Regions from separate parts of the Mus musculus genome. Here region 2 is linked to region 1. The links are chromatin contacts, called in public HiChIP or PLAC-seq maps. All regions are on one chromosome and are shown on one strand. Each heading gives the region's core, a stretch centred on a gene start, on an enhancer-like site or on the middle of the called end of the contact. The rest is flanking DNA. Distances are from core to core; before and after follow the strand shown.

What was found. HiChIP or PLAC-seq counts read pairs in DNA pulled down with a chosen protein or histone mark.
Region 2: an H3K4me3 HiChIP or PLAC-seq map of bone marrow-derived macrophages shows a contact between it and region 1, with 6 times the contacts expected there. The contact joins two enhancer-like sites. A contact is called at or near these places in 5 of 39 promoter capture datasets (3T3-L1-derived adipocytes, hippocampal neurons, liver and 1 more), 1 of 115 datasets of contacts at active chromatin or transcription factors (bone marrow-derived macrophages) and 1 of 9 other capture datasets (liver).

What each region holds. Positions count from the first base shown.
Region 1 is chr5:148,308,038-148,312,977 of GRCm38.p6, reverse strand. The region is part of intron 14 of Mtus2 (microtubule associated tumor suppressor candidate 2); the gene reads right to left. Among named protein-coding and RNA genes, the nearest start is that of Slc7a1, 89 kb to the left of the region's middle. Within about 2 kb of position 1,982, at least 77 of the 459 cell types and tissues checked have an H3K27ac peak or open chromatin away from gene starts, as enhancers often do. A contact at or near this core is called in bone marrow-derived macrophages, where this site is marked.
Region 2 is chr5:149,271,952-149,277,292 of GRCm38.p6, reverse strand. It overlaps Alox5ap (arachidonate 5-lipoxygenase activating protein), which reads right to left. Exons shown (of 5, transcript NM_009663.2): 2 at 4,813-4,912. Among named protein-coding and RNA genes, the nearest start is that of Alox5ap, 9.6 kb to the right of the region's middle. Within about 2 kb of position 2,667, at least 78 of the 459 cell types and tissues checked have an H3K27ac peak or open chromatin away from gene starts, as enhancers often do. A contact at or near this core is called in bone marrow-derived macrophages, where this site is marked.

The DNA.
Region 1 (4,940 bases), core at 733-3,232:
GTGAGCAGAGTCATTAGCTCTGCTGTAGAGTCGGTCTGTCTACCTGTCTGTCTGCTGGACCACAAGCCCTAGAGGGCAGGGGTGGAGGCTCTGTTATGTTCTTGGATGGCACTCAGAAAAACAGATGTTTGTTCACTGTTGGCTAATGAAGGGGGCAGAAAGGCATGTTGTGTGTGTGTGTGTGTGTGTGTGTGTGTGTGTGATATGGTGCTTAAGTTGCTGGCTTTGCTGCATGTTTTCAGTAATTTCTATAATTACTGTGTGTAAGTGTTCTGCCTGCATGCATGTCTGAGAACCACTTGCATGCAGTGTCTATGGAGGCCAGAAGAGGGCGTGGGTCTCCTGGAACTAGAGTTACAGATGGTTGTGTGCTGTCAAGTAGGTACGGGGAATCAGATTTGGGTCTTCTGGAAGAGCAGCCAGTGCTCTTAACCACTGAGTGGCCTGTCTATTCCATTATGTGTTTTAGAAGTGAAAGATCCTGACAGAATGTAAAAGGTCACAGAAGCCTTGAAATTGGCAAAATAGATTTCATTGTTAGCAGAACTAGCTTCACTGATTTAGAAAAATAGAGGTGTACAATGCTCTGGCTGCTCCTAGAACCCATGTGTCTGCCAATGTTCTGACCATTCCTTAAACCCATGTGTGTGCCCACTGATGAAGCCCATTGCCAGGTGTTTGTGATATTGGTTGCTGGGGAAGAGTCAGAAAATCTCCCCAGCAACTACAGCCGGGGCCAATCCTGAGTTGCTGCACCTGCACCAGACTCTTTCCTTGACCCCTCCCATACCCATTTCTTGAGACTAGACATTGTTTAGATTGGGTAATCCCCTACTCCCTCCTTCTCCTTTCCCCCCTGGGGGCCTATAAAAACTGGGACCCCTTTCCCCTCGGGGTCGACTCCTCTACCCCTGTGTGGGGTACGAGTCGTCCCCAGAGCTCTGGCTTCCCCCCCCCCCAATAAAGCCTCGTGTGGTTTGCATCAAGCTTGGTCTCTTGTGAGTTCTTGGGGGTCCGTTATTATCCCGAGACTTGAGTGAGGGTCTCCCTTCCAAGGTCTTTCATTGGGGGCTCGTCCCGGGATTGGCGCGACCACCCACATCTCCGAAGACCCACTTGGAGGTGAGATTTCTTGTCTAAAAATATTTCTGTGAGCCGGGGATGTTCGGTGCTGAAATTTGCAGCTGCAACGTTTCATGAGAAGCGGAGACCTGCACCTCAAGATGAGGCATGGAGTGTGAACAGCAGACATGCTGGAATCACCCACTGCCCGCTCTGGGGGATGCCCTGGAGTGAGGGGAAGGACTCCAGGAGTCCGTCTGGGATGGGGAGTGAAGAGTTGGTAGTCTTCCTAGATTGGAGGACTTATGTACTTACCTGACCTTTTGCATTTCTGAGTTGGTTTTGTCTGTCCATTAGAAGATGGGCATTTGTCAGTGTGTGTGTGTGTGTGTGTGTGTGTGTGTGTGTGTGTACCTGTTTCGTGTTTTCGGTGATTTGGACAATGGCACAGACTGTAATGACCCCCCTAAGTTTGACTTTAGACCACTGGACTGAAGTTAGGTCAAGGGCCCATAATCTTTCAGTAGAAATTAAGAATAGACCTTGACAGACTTTTTGTGCCTCCAAGTGGCCGACTTTTGATGTAGGATGGCCACCGGATGGGACTTTTGATTTGACTCTTATCTTTAAAGTTAAAGCCATTGTTTTTCAGAGCAGACCTGGGTCCCACCCAGATCAACAGCCTTACATTACTGTCTGGCAGGACCTCGTCCAGAATCCATCGTCATAGATCAAACCATGGATTCCCCAGTGTAGGTCAGGCTCCCGAGCCCTGACTCTTCTCGAAAACAAAAGTGAAACCAAAAGGTTCCTCCCAAAACGGAGCCTCCTCTTCAACCCACAGCTCCCCCCAAGTTCCTTCCCCTTCACCCTATCTTCTACCCTCCCCCGCCCCCTGGGTCTGCTCCTCCACAGCACAGCTGGAGGGATGGCAGCCAGGACCCGGAGACGATGAGCCCAGATTCCCCCAGCAGATGGAGCTCCTGACACCACTTCTGCTTTTCCTCTGCCAGCTGTGGGCGACCTGCCCTCGGACCCGCAATCTCTGCAGATCTGTACAGTTGGAAAGCTAACCATGCTTCCTTTTCTGAGAATCTGGCCAGCCTGACGGGGCTGGTGGAGTCTCTTATGTTTTCTCATCAACCCACTTGAGATGATTGTCAGCAGCTCCTCCAGGTTCCGTTTACCACTGAAGAAAAAGAGCGCATTTTCCTGTAGGCTCAGAAAAATGTTCCCGGAGTGAATGGAGTCCCAACCAACCTACCTAATGAGATTAACACTGGGTTCCCTCTGGACCGGCCAGATTGGAACTACAATATGGCTCAAGGTAGAGAGAGGTTGGCAGTTTACCACCGGGCTCTGATCTAAAGGGAGCAGCGAGATGCCCCACCAATTTGGCTAAGGTAAGAGAGGTGATGCAGGGTCCTACCGAGCCCCCATCTGTTTTTCTGGAAAGATTGATGGAAGCTTATAGACGCTAGACTCCTTTTGACCTGACCTCTGAGGGTCAACAAGCCGTGGTTGCTATGGCTTTTATAGGGCAATCAGCATCAGATATTAAGAGAAAGTTACAGAGACTAGAAAGATTACATGCCACGGCTTTACAAGATTTAGTCAAGGAGGCAAAAAAGGTATATCACGAGAGAGACGGAGGAAGAGAGAGAGAATAAAAGGGATAGAAGACAGGAGAGGAACTTAAGCAGGATTTTGGCCTCAGTAGTAGGGGAGTGTGAAAGAAGAAACAGGCCTGAGAATAGACAGACAGGGTACCTGGGCAACAGGGAACCTAGACCTGGAGGAAGAAGACCCGCCCAGAAGACTTTACAGAAGGACCAATGTGCCTATTACAAAGAAAAAGGACTGTGACTCAAATACTGGCACCGGCTACTCCAAGACAGGTGAGAGAATTCTTGGGCACTGCTGGGTTCTGCAGACTTTGGATACCTGGGTTTGCAACACTGGCTGCCCCCTTGTACCCCCTGACCAAAGAAAGTAGAGAATTCAGATGGATATCAGAACATCTGAGAGCCTTTGAAAATATTAAAGAGGCCCTGTTGACTGTGCCAGATCTAACCAAACCCTTCATCCTCTATGTTGATGAGAGGGCGGGGGTGGCCAGAGGTTCTTACTCAGGCTCTAGGGCCATAGAAGAGGCCCGTGGCATATTTGTCTAACAAGCTGGACCCAGTGGCCAGCGGATGGCCCACATGTTTAAAGGCCGTTGCTACAGTAGCCTTTCTTGTTAAGGATGCCGACAAGTTAACTTTGGAACAGCAAATAACTGTGGTAGCCCCCCACTCTCTTGAAAGCATTATCTGCCAGTCCCCAGACCGATGGATGACAAATGCCGGAATGACCCACTACCAGAGTCTGTTGCTGACTGAATGGGTCGTGTTTGCTCCTCCTGCTATCCTCAATCCTGCTACCCTCCTGCCTGAAACGGACAAGTCCTTGCCCATTCACTGCTAGGAGGACATCCTTGCAGAAGAAACCGGGATCCATAGTGATCTAAGCAACCAGCTGTGGCCAGGCGTTCCAAACTGGTACACAGAAGCAGCTTCCTAGTAGAAGGCCCTTCAGATGGCTGAGGGGCGGCCCATTAACATCTATACCAATAGCAGTTTTTATAGATACCTTTTCAAGATGGGTGGAGGCCTACCCAATGACAAAAGAAACTGCCAATGTTGTGGTTAAGAAGATCCTAGAAAAAATTACCTAAGGTAATAGGGTCTGACAACAGACCCGCCTTTGTTGCCCAGGTAAGTTAGGGACTGGCCATTCAACTGGGAATTGATTGGAAATTACACTGTGCTTGTAGATCCCAGAGTGTGGAGAGCCGTGTCACGAGCAATCGCGTGCGTGCCATGAGCAATCGCCATTATAAGATGGCGCTGGCTTCCACTGCACCTAACTAGTAAACAAGCCTTATACGCAAGTGCAAGAGTGAACTCACGCCTAGTCACTGCCCATCTCGCGGCGTAGTAATGGGGTGATGGGCGAGCAACGAATCAGGAGCTGTCACACTACATTAGGTGCTGAAACGTCACACTGCGGGCTATATAAGCAGTGCCATTTTCCCGGTTCGGGGGTCTTCCCTCCTGATAAGTAAGCAATAAAAGCTTTGCCGCAGAAGATTCCGGTTGTCCTGAGTGTGTTCTTGCCGGCGGGGACAAAAGCTCGGGATACCAGAGTTCAGGACAGGTAGAAAGGATAAATAGAACTCTAAAAGAGACCTTGACTAAATTGGCCTTAGAGACCGGCGGGAATGACTGGACAGCTCTTTTTCCCTTTGCCTTTTTCCGCATCAGGAACACACCGGGAAAATTTAAGCTCACTCCATATGAAATCCTGTACGGGGGGACCTCCCCCACTCACTGAAGTGGGGAGAGTGTTAGATCCTCTAGAATTTAACCCTGGTCTTTCACTGTTTACACGCATGAAAGCCCTAGAAGTGGTCAGAAACACTGCCTGGGGGCAGCTCAAGGAGGCCTACAAACCAGGAGATTTGATGGTACCACACCAGTTCCAGGTGGGAGAGGCAGTTCTCGTCCAACGACATTGAGCTGGCAATCTAGAACCTCGTTGGAAAGGCCCTTACATCATGCTGCTGACCACCCCCACTGTTGTCAAAGTAGAAGGCATCTCTGCTTAGATTCATGCCTCTCACGTAAAGCGAGCTCCTGAAGAATAAATCCCCTTGGTTGACCACCCTCATGTCTACTCTGATGGGTCCTCTAATAATTTTGCTCTTACTGCTGACGTGTGGCTTGCTAATTCTTAATAAATTGGTGACCTTTGTTAGAGAAAGGATTGGTGCTGTCCAGCTGTTTGTACTAAGACAACAATACCAGTCTCTGCAGAACCTTGAAGAAGAGATT
Region 2 (5,341 bases), core at 1,418-3,917, 960 kb before region 1:
CTGCTGGCCTTATGGGGTCTGGCAGTCTGGATCCACACAAGTTCCATAGGTCTAACGGACACAGACTTCCAAAGGGCAGGAGGTCCTTACACGTGGCCCGTTTACAGTTCCTTACCTAGTAAACGGGTCCAAAACGCTCCCAGTGATAAGGCTGTCTCCCTGCTTCAGCCTGGTTCTTTTGTTTGTTTTGAAGTTGTGGTTTGGGGGAGGGGGAGGTGCGTGTCCACGTGCACATGTGTGCACACGTGCATGCGAGCAGCTATGTGTGGAGGACAGAGGTTGATGTCCTGTGTCTTCCTCCATCACCCCCCACCTTATTTTTTTTTGAGACAGGGTCTCATTGAATGTGGAGCTTGTCCATTAAGCCTCCCCAGTGTGAGGCTACAAGCTCTAACCACTACCCCTGGCTTTCTTCTCTTTTCTTTGCTTGTCCATTCACGTGATGGCTGAGGATTGAACTTCAGCCCACGGCAAGCACTTATTGCTTGAGTCATCTCTATAGCCCTTGAAGTGGTCATTTTGGCTAGGTAATGAAAGGAAGGGGGTCCCTAGCTGCCCAAGAGTCTGTACCTTAGAGAGAAACACCCAGTGACTAGAGTAGGCTCTCCACTGTCCTGCCTGTATTTTTGTCACCTTCTTCCAAATGAAACATGTTCTGTGTAGAGCTGGTATATCTGAATGAAACTTCCCCCCAAATATTACTATTACATTTCTTTTCCGTTTGAATAGATTTGTATCTTTCCTATTCTTCTTCAAAACAAAACTGGCAAACCCATCTCGACTCTCGCTTCGAGGCCTAACCAGGATCTGCTCAGCTGGTCTTGCGGTAAATCGCCACGCTGTATTCAAGCTGAAGTGCCAGGATCTGCCTGTTTTGTAGAGAGACCGAGGCTACCTTCTCTTTCCTCCCCCCCCCCCAACCTTTGTAAATATAATAGAGGAACAATTTAAAATTCTGTTAGTTTGTTTGGATTAAGTTAAGGTAACGAAATACCAGGACACCGTTGACATACTATCGACACCAGCCAATAGGCTCCTTGCAGACTTAAAATTACTATACCCTTTTCATTACTACACCCTGCTTGAAAAGTGAGCTCCCAGTGGACACCAAGAGGGGCTGGAGTATTGTGACATTAGCGTGACGTTTCTCAGACTGTGTACTGACAAAAAAAGTGAGGAGGAAGGGGGAGCCACTGTGGTTAATTATGACACCCCCTCGTGGTGAGGTAGACGGTCTTTAGCATGTTGGAGCGTCTCGGGTACCACAGGAAGCACTTCCTTCCTGCTGTAACATTGGTTAATGACCCATGAACTTGGAATCTCGGAACACACTTCAGGGAATTACACATCTCTGAACACCTGTCTCAGCTCACACCTACACTTATCCATACTCACAAGGAAGAGCCTGCCGTCAACTAACCAAACTTTGACACAGGCTCACTAGCTGAGCTTATGTGCCAAGACCAGAGGCACTGAACTACATTCTCTGCACTGAAAGAGTCAAGGTCCAGCCTAGAGCAAGACAGGTGGTCAGACAGGCTGTTAGTCAAGGGTGTCTGACCTGCTGAACTGCACTGATGTTGGCTAGGGCATCTGTTAAGCCCGGCCTCTCAAGCTAGCTATATCCCGTGAAGGTCATAGCTCATGCTAAAAATAACACACCTTGGGCTTTTATGTTCATCAGTAGATATCACTTGACTTTCATAGCCAAGATTTCAAAATATTCATGATCCTACCAAAATCTGGGTTTTACAGCTTATGACAGATATGTTTGTGGGGTAAGTTGTGTACAGTACTGTCATTCTGTAAGAACAGGTACAACTTCACATCTTAAGTTTTAAATAGTAGGATTAAATGCATGCTTTTGGGATAAGGAAATGTCTTAGGGGTTAAGAGCACTGGCTGCTCTTGCAGAGGACCTAGGTTTAGGTCCCAGCACCTACGTGAGGCTTACAAGCCTCTGATAAGTTCAGATCCAGTGAGCTGACTCCCTCTTGTGGTCTGCATAGGCACTGCACACACATGGTGCACAGACATGCATGCAGGCAAGGCATTCATGAACATAAAATAAAAATAATTGACTATTTAAATAATCCTTTTTGTTGTTGTTGTTCCTCCACCTCTTCTTGACTCTTCTAGAGGGCCCTGGAGGAAAGACTGTTGCTGTGGCTTTCTGTTAGAATATCATCACCGCCTTCCTGGTGTTCTCCAGGCATAGGCAGACAGCCAGTATCCGGCTACACAGATCTCCAGCCTCTTGCGCAGCCTCCATGGGCGTGGCCAAGTGCTTGTCGACTGAAGGAGGAAGCGGTCCTCAACAGAACCACAGCAGTGTCTGAGCAATCCCTATCTGATCGAAAACTCTCTTCCCTTCGCCAACCTCTCCACACACGACTTCCCTATCTGCTTATTCTCCTTCACCTCACAAGGCTGAGTGATGAAGACTCGTGGATTTTGAAAACTGGGCTACAAGCCAGGCAGTGGTGGCACACGCCTTTAATCCCAACACTGGGGAGGCAGAGGCAGGCAGATCTCTGTGAGTTTGAGGACAGTTACAAAGTCCTCATGGTCAGTTCCCCGAAACACAACAATCACTCAGCGCTAACCTAGCACATCTTCTTACCCTTGGAACCCCCACACCATCATAGAATTTCTAAACCACTCCCACAGGCCATGCAGCTCAACCACCAGCCTTAGATACTTCTGCAATTTGGAGGCCAGCAGCCAGAGGAACCCTGGGTTTGTAGAAACAAAGTTTTTTTCTCTCCTGGGGGCAAGTGACAGACGTGAGATAGCGACAACCTGGCATAAGTGATACACATCTGGAATCCCAGGGCTGAGTAAGGCACAGGCAAGAGGACCACACATCTGAGGTTAGCCTGGCCTACACAGAGAAACTATGTGGAAAGAAAGAAAGAAAGAAAGAAAGAAAGAAAGAAAGAAAGAAAGAAAGAAAGAAAGAAAGAAAGAAAGAAAGAAAGAAAGAAAGGGGGAGAGAGAGAGGAGAGGAGAGGAGAGGAGAGGAGAGGAGAGGAGAGGAGAGGAGAGGAGAGGAGAGGAGAGGAGAGGAGAGGAGAGGAGAGGAGAGGAGAGGAGAGGAGAGGAGAGGAAAGGAGAGGAAAGGAAAGGAAAGGAAAGGAAAGGAAAGGAAAGGAAAGGAAAGGAAAGGAAAGGAAAGGAAAGGAAAGGAAAGGAAAGATCACCCAGGGTTGCTTCATTCACTGCCCATTGCCAGTATGGTGGAAACTCAGCTTCTAAGAATGTGCATGTGGGCAGGGGGTGGGGAGTGGGGACAACACACAGGCGGGTGGAGGGGTGGAGTCCATAAAATCTCAGGGTCACTGTGAGAAAGTAATCATCTGCACAGAGGGACACTACTCACCCCCCGCTGCTGGAGTCTGTGGTGGTTTTCTTTGAGCAATTTTGTCCCCAACCCTGATCAGAGATATCTTCATATCTCCCGCTCATGACATTTCCCAGGGACCCTTTTGTGTTATCTCCACAGAAGGATGATGCAAATACATTGGTGACAACCTACATAGTCATCTCCCTCTTCTTCTTCTTCTTCTTCGGATGGATTTATAATGCCTCTTAAAGTCTTTGAATGCCTTAGATTGACATTGACAATTAGGGAAGCCAAGCTCTAGATGGTAACAAAGAAATCTCCCTGTGGACCCTGCAGCAAAGGATGCCCTTAAGCTGGTAGGAGTATCTGCTAAGGAAGAGTGGGCAGGTGGGATGGAAAGTGAACATCCAGGGATGATCTGAAGAGGTTCCTAGGATGGTTGTGAGTGTTCCAGATGAGGCGTGCATCAATTTATAAGCTTAAGGACAAAAGGAGCCCCAGCTGGGGAACCTCAATGGAGAAGACCCTACCTGGGATGTACACATGCCCTACACCTCACAGAGAGAGTCTCTATGAGAAGTCATGCTCGCCTGAGAGCTCTGTCTCATCCTCATCCCTCAATCCCTTCAGTCCACAGGGAGCAAAGGGTAGCTGAGTGGGAGCCCCACTGGCTGCTCACACATCTGGAAGGGGCCTCAAGGGCTTTCTGAGTTTCCTAGAGAAACTCTCTGAGTTTGGTCCAATTGTCGGTGGCCATGATTTCCCCCCTTGAAAGTACCTTAGGAAGAATCAAATTCACTCCTGAGGTTGGAACTGACACCCACTCTCAAGGTAGCCCTCTATCAAAGCGGGGAGCCTGTCCTTCTGACTAACGGCAGGTATGCCTAGCTGACCCCAAGATGACTTAAAGGACAATCATGTTTGATTCATGTCACTTCAGGTTTGCAAGCCAAGTAGAACTCCACAAACCTCTTTCCAGAGCCACTCATGTGTCTCCCAACAGCTCTTCTATTCAAAAGTCAAGGCAAGAGGGCAGGGGACTTGCTCAGAGCCTCCGCCTTTCTGTCCTCGGTTTGATTGCTCAAGGGGCCCCCCTGTTATGAAACTCAGTGACGTCATCCAGACCACCACTGGACAAGCCCAGGGTGGTGTGTGGAAGACACTTCTTGAGCTGCTGTGTGAACATCTGGCTTGAGTTGAAGGGCTTCAACACCCACAGGAAACTGGTCAGTGCAGGCACTAAAGGCTGCCAGGGCGTTACTGGATCATAGAGACCACACCTCCCCTCCCCCATCACACTTCCTTCCTCTAAGACTAGGGAGCACCAAGATGAGGAAGGGCATCCAGCAGCCTGCCTCCTGAACACTCTGCAGGTTGGCAGAGGCAGATATTGCATGGGGGATAGTCTCATTCCGCCATGCCCATGTCCCCACCATTATTTTAGCAGCACCGGAGTTTAAACTCACTTGGCAGTGTAGACCCGCTCAAAGGCAAGAGTCCCGGTCCTCTGGAAGCTTCTCCCATTATGCGCCTTGCTTTCATGCTCCACCTTGTGGGCAAAGAACGCTGAGAGAGAGAGAGAGAGAGAGAGAGAGAGAGAGAGAGAGAGAGAGAGATCATTCTTTAACTGTTTTGCTAAAACATTGTAATGCTTCCTGGATTTGCTGTCCAGTCTTCCACATCCTCCCTACCAGAAACGTCACTCACCAAGAATGTTTCAGGCCCCCTCACTGATGCATTTGGTGGCGCGGGAGTGTCACCAATTTGCCTTAAGAAACTCACAGTTGAAAGATATTGACAACCACAGTGGTGGCACACGCCTTTAATCCCAGCACTCTGGAGGCAGAGGCAGGCGGATCTCTGTGAGTTTGAGGACAGCCTGGTCTACGGAGTGAGTTCCAGGACAGTCAGGGCTACACAGAGAAACCCTGTCTCGGAAGGGGGGTAGGGAAGAAATATAGATAACAAAAAAAAGTAGACATGGCTCTACAGAAT